Linked DNA regions of Drosophila melanogaster: region 1 is linked to region 2. A link is a contact called in public Hi-C data. All regions are on one chromosome and are shown on one strand. Each heading gives the region's core, a stretch centred on a gene start, on an enhancer-like site or on the middle of the called end of the contact. The rest is flanking DNA. Distances are from core to core; before and after follow the strand shown.

Evidence for each region. Hi-C and Micro-C count contacts between places; a contact is called where the count stands out from the background.
Region 1: a Hi-C map of the Kc167 cell line shows a contact between it and region 2, with 1.6 times the contacts expected there. The contact joins the enhancer-like site here to the promoter of Mur11Da in region 2. A contact is called at or near these places in 16 of 107 Hi-C or Micro-C datasets (the Clone 8 cell line, the Kc167 cell line, the OSC cell line and 6 more) and 1 of 6 datasets of contacts at active chromatin or transcription factors (the Kc167 cell line).

The regions. Positions count from the first base shown.
Region 1 is chrX:13,065,278-13,068,234 of dm6, forward strand. It overlaps rsh (radish), which reads left to right. Exons shown (of 19, transcript NM_001298250.1): 8 at 2,770-2,957. Among named protein-coding and RNA genes, the nearest start is that of mir-971, 4.7 kb to the left of the region's middle. Within about 2 kb of position 1,319, at least 5 of the 39 cell types and tissues checked have an H3K27ac peak or open chromatin away from gene starts, as enhancers often do. A contact at or near this core is called in the Kc167 cell line, where this site is marked.
Region 2 is chrX:12,966,014-12,969,212 of dm6, forward strand. It overlaps Mur11Da (Mucin related 11Da), which reads left to right and starts at 1,875. Exons shown (of 3, transcript NM_167344.5): 1 at 1,875-2,121; 2 at 2,219-3,199. The coding sequence starts at 1,896.

The DNA.
Region 1 (2,957 bases), core at 69-2,568, 99 kb after region 2:
GCGGTTCCTGTGCCGAAAATGCCATTTAAATTGCTGCACGAGTGCGGCCACACAAATCAACACAATCGCATCTCTCAATTTGGGGCATTGCAAATGTTTGCACCAACCACACACATATCACCACCAGCTGCAATTTGCACCAAATACTCAAATGGACTATGAAATAGCAGGTTTACTCACTCGTAGTACAACAATTGGGATTGCAGCCTGCAAACTTTGAGATACATTCATTTTCTTTTTTTTTTTTTTTTGGTATAAAATTACACATCATGCGTTTTAAAGCATCCATTGATTGATATATAGAATAGAGAAAGCTCTTCAGTTTCTCAAGTAGCCATGCCATTAAATATCTTCAGTTGTGAGGGACCTCTTCGCGCTTTCTATTTTCACTCTGTTGGCGATTTGCCTGCCCGTTGAGCTGCTTCTCAGATTATAGACCATCTCATCCACGATATTCCATTTTGCCCGGCTATACTTTGTATACATATTACATGGCCGGGTGTCAGTTGGTCTGATTTGTTTGCCATCGCCGGCTTGGCAAGTGGCCATTACAAGTGGCAAGATGAAATAGTTGCCCGGCCAGCTTCCGGTTGCCTTCATTCCTCCTGGGAGGCCAACACAAACGATGCCCATCAATTTGGTTGTTTGTGTTTATTTTCATGTTTTGTGCCCCATGCTGCATGTTGCTGCCGTGCAGTTGCAACACGAGCTGTGGTTGTTGCTGCTGCCAGGGTGGATGAAAAATGAACCGGACGGGATGTTATTTGTATGGGACACAAGCGAACGGGATCAGAAACAGCAGCTGGAAGCGGGGGCGGGGTAAAGGGGCAAGGGGCAGGAGCAGCGGCAGCGTGGAAGAGCGCCAAAGTGACCCAAAATGGCACGCGGTGTGGGGGGGGGGGGGTGTGTCGGTTTAACTGGCCTTAAAGAATATATAAAATATATATTGCATATCCGCGGGCGCTGTGCACGCAATATTCACGCACACACACGCACAGCCGCCTAAAAATCTGGCAGAGACGAAATTCAGTCGTGGGTCTCAGGACCCTGATCCTACGGAAGAAACTTTCACAAACTTTTAATACTCTCTCGTGCAATTATGTAACAATTTCTAATTTCTAATTAACGCGATTACCATAAATCATTGAGCAGTAATTGGTACGTGTACAAAAAGGCTTTCAAGTTATACAAGTCTTCTTATAATCCTTTTGCTAATTAGTCATTATAGCATAAATATTGCAATATTCATGTAACCCCTACAATCTAGGGTATCAAAGCCTAGGCAAGACCGCAGAAAAACAATGCGAGCAAGCGATTTCATAGCCTACTTAGGGGCGCGCGCTGCGAGTTATTCAAATTTGAATTAGGCAGGGCCACCATTTTATGGCTTTCGCTGTCTGTCTGTCTGTCTGTCTGTGTATGTGTGTGTGCGTGGGTTGTTGTGTGGTCGTACGATATATATATGTGTGTGTGCGTGCGTGCTCCTTGGGCGGCAGGAAAGGACCCGAAAAATATGCAGCATCTGCGTGGTAGACGGGCAAAACTTGCGGCATAAAATGTGTGGCACATGTGTGACGGGAACGGTGAGCGCTCCTTAATTAGATCATAGTTCCCATCTTGGCGCAGGGCAGCATTTTACTGCCATCCCGCTGAAACACGAACACGAAACAGAAACAAGAGCACAAAGAGCCCAAGGATCAGTAGAAGGACCAGGACCAAAACGCCATCAACGTCATGCCCGACATCATCGTCCTCATCATTGTACAGTGGAGTCAAAGGAATAGAAAGTTATGTTCAATCGTGGAATCTGAATAAGGAAATTTTAGCCTAAAACATATCCAAATTAAGTGAAAGATTACGTTAAGAAAATACCCTAAAAGTTGTCCTTTAAGTCGTTATAAAAAAATTGTTGCATTATATTTTTCAACTTTATAAAATGCGAAAATGTTTTAATGTTTACTCAACTCATTGCAATCTGTTTTTAGTGTCTTTAATTTTCTATTGGTTCCGAACCACTGTCCCTGGGGCACAAAGATGTGGCACATTATTGACTCACGCGCCGCATCGAATTTCCAACTCAATCATGGACAGAAAAGTTGATGGCAGAAAAAGGGAAAGTGGGTGGATAGATGGTTGGTTGGTTGGTTGAATGGTTGGTTGGATGGATGGATGGATGGAAAGGGGAAGGGGAAGGGGAAATGGTAAATGCGAAATGGGAAGTTTCGCCTGCTTTATGACTGGCAACTCACGCGACGCCACTCGCCATCGTTTACGGTATTTGCATTTTAATTGAATTGAACTAAATTATTTTGTTTAGAGTTGAAGGAATTGCCAGCCATTGAAAGCCCCAAAGTAGGCAACAGTTTTGCGAGAATGTAAAAGCCACAAGCCGCTAAAAACTTGAGTGAAACTTTGACATAAGACTCTCGCCGCAGGAAGAAAGCAAGATTGTCAGCGAAAACTTTTCTATTTGATGGGAACAGGGGGTCTATACACCGCGGCTGATTGGTGGATAGAATCTTATCCAAACTAAAATCCCAAGTGCCACCTAGAAATTAAGAGTTAAGTCGCCTCAAAAGTGAGAAGAAGCACAAAGTTGGAAATAAAAGAATGTTCTTTTACGTAGGCAGCTGTTCGGCAAATCTTTAAATGATGTTGATTGCCAGTGGGTAACTTAGTTGCTTCACAAATCTAAAGAACTTGCTTTATATGAAATTAATTGGAAGTTGTCAGGATATATTTAATATACATTGCAATAACCCATTGCAGATGAGTTCTGCGAGGAGTATCCGCACAATCTGATGCCCACTCCCGGCTACTGGATCGAATGCTCCCGCCAGAAGATCACTATGCCCACCCCGCACACCATTTGGGACGAGAGCGACTCGGAGCACGAGGACATTCGGGCAGGAAGTGCCAGCGATGCCTATTTGGAGCGCGAGTGCAGCGATCTGTAC
Region 2 (3,199 bases), core at 625-3,124:
ATGGGAAATGAGAGGAAGCCACGAGCATTATAGAATCCTAAAGAGCCAGAAACTTATATTCTTTACACAATATTTAAATATTTATGTTATTTTATATCTTTAAAGTTAATGGAACTCGAAATATTCAAATATTGCGGTTGCATTTTGCGATGCAATGTCCATGATGAACATGTAAAATTCGACACAATTTATCCAGACATACGGACATTTGCCGGAAAGCCGGCTTTGAATGTGTCTTGAAACTTGGCTGGTGGGATGGAAATTGAAATGGAAACGGAACTGAACTGAGTTGAAACCCGTCGAAGTTCTCGGTATGGCAGCACATAAATCAGCTGGCTTCGCTACGTGCATAACTAACTTATTGCACACTTTGGGGCAGCTATATTGCAATTGTTTGCTGCCACACAATCGCCAGTCATGGGCGAATTTGTCTTGGGTCTTAGCCTTAAGCCTGGCAGTAACAAATACTTGTGCATAAACACAAACACACACACACACACGTGTTTGTGTGTGACACAAGGATGCTATCCTGCGCACTGCTAATTGAATCAGAAACCGCACCATGAAATCAGCAGGCAAACGAAACGGCCAACGCGGCGGATGCGCAATGCGAAATGAAAAAGGGGACTATTTTAGAGCATGGCAAAGGATTGCCCACCAGATTGATAAATCCCCAGGCGGAATGCCTTTGACATAAAAAAAAAAGGACACGAGTGGGGCATACATTTATGCGATTCCTGAATAAATCATTTAGTTGCAGTGACCGTCTTCTTTTTATATTCTGTTTTTATTTCAACCCAAAATAAATACGCTTCTAATGTGTGTGTGCGCACGCGGTTGTATTTGCGTGAGATTTTTTGGACATGACAGGATGATTGTTTTCCTCCGGAACCCATGGCGTATGAGCAATATGTGTATCGCGTAAAATAAACAATACTCACACAGCGAAAAGCCACACGAATTAAGGAAATTTGCCGAATGAAGCGTGCAATTAAATGTAATTTAATGTTCTCTGTTTACCTCGACGGCGGGGTGCCTCACGTACTAATATGTTTCGATCGAAGTTTACGACTCGATGTTGGCGTCTTGACTGCCGAATCCTAAAAACGATCAAATTGCCGAGTAACGCGCTAAAATTCACAACACTTGAAACTAACAAAAAAAAATTGAGAACGGACTTCGAATCCCGCGACCGTTGTGTTCGCCACAGCAACCGGTTGGCAAGTGAATAAAAAAATTCACAACGATGCTAGGAAAACCGACGCGAAGGATTCAAATGGGCAAGCAGTTCTCGTCCCACTGCTTGCCGAAAACTGTTATACATAAGTAAAGTAAAGTTTTTTTTTGGTCTTTTGAAAATGGCTTGTTTAAGTAGCAACAGCACGTTGTGCTGGCAAAAAATATAAAATCTCAAACCACAAAATTATTCCAAAAACCACGGTGAAAGGTTTTATCAAGTTTTTCAACCAAGAACGTTTGCTGCACTGCTTCCAGAGCTTTTGGCATAAGCAGTGCAAATTGCTAAAGCATTGTGACAAGCAGTGCTTTTTACTTTAGATTGCGGGGGTTTCGATTTAAAATTGTTTCGTTGTACTCCGATTCAAAAAATATGGGGGACTCTATATCTGAACCACGGCCAGGCAACTGAGACGAGACCAAAGAAAGAAAATTCGAGAAGGTGTTATTTATATATACCTTTTTTGTTTGAATTTCTAGTGGTTACAATGGAAATGTTGGTCTGGCACGTATAGTTCCGATAGACAGACGCCGTCTGCGGCTGTTGTTTGTAGTCATTGTTGTTTCTCCAGAGATTTACCTTTGAGAAGAACAAGTCGGTCGTATAAATAGTTGTCGAAGGGTAAGGTGAAGTCATCAGTTACACACCGACCTTTACAATGTTGAGAGCGTTTGCCTTTACTGTCCTGCTTACAGCTTTGACCTTGTCTCAAGGACATGGGGATGATTACCTGAGATTTCCAGATCCCGGAAACATTCCGAGATACAACCAACGACCCTGTGGTCCCCGAGTCTGTGGCAAAAGTGGACATTGTTATCGCAGCTTTGAGAGCATTTGTGACTTTAACGACTACAACCTGAAGATGATATTCAGTGGACAAGAGTGTAAGTATTATAGCAGTTTAAATACCATGACTTATAATTATATAATAAGACTATAAAATCATTGTTAAATAATGTGTTGTTTATTTTGTTCACATAGTATTCGAATTGACAGAACCGATTTATTGCCAACCGTCGCCTCCACGGACGAAGCTTGTTGATGTTGGCTACTATTTCAATCACCGGAGCTTGTTAGTGGCTCAATCGCAGCCTTCGGCCTATTCATCGCCTATTCCAAGACCCAGTTTTACCCAAAATCCGAAAAATATTGAACATTACGACGCATATCCGTCATCAGATTCTTATGGGCCAGTTCAAGACTATGAACTTCCTTATCCGGTATGGGCATTTAAACGGCCCCAAGCACCACCTAGAAGTCCCCCCGTCAGTTATAGACCTCCTTATTGGTACTATCCAACAAGACGGCCCGAAATAACAAAGCCATGTTACGGAAGAACTACGACCGCCACAAAAGCTCCTGTCACCACTACCACAACAACGGAGGCATCTACAACGACGACTACAATTGAACCATCAACATCAACAAATGCGGCATTTACAACAACAACAAGCACTGAAGCTTCCACAACAACAACTACGGAAGGAACAACAACATCTACAGAGCAAACAACAACTACTAAAACTACATCACCATCAACATCTACAGAAATATTAACAACAACCACCGAACTCACGACATCAACAGAACCAGCAAGAACAACTGAATCTACAACAACCACAATTGCAGATTCAGCTAGCACAATCACTGAACAATCTAATACTACAGAGCCAACAACAACCGCAGAGCCCACAACAACCACAGAGCCCACAACAACCACAGAACCAACAACAACCACAGAGAACACAACAACGACAGAACCAACAACAACCACAGAGCCCACAACAACCACAGAACCAACAACAACCACAGAGAACACAACAACAACAGAACCAACAACAACCACAGAGCCCACAACAACCACAGAACCAACAACAACCACAGAGTCTACTACAACCACAGAACGTGTTACAAATACAGATCTAACGACAACAACGACCCTCTTAACAACAACAAAATCAC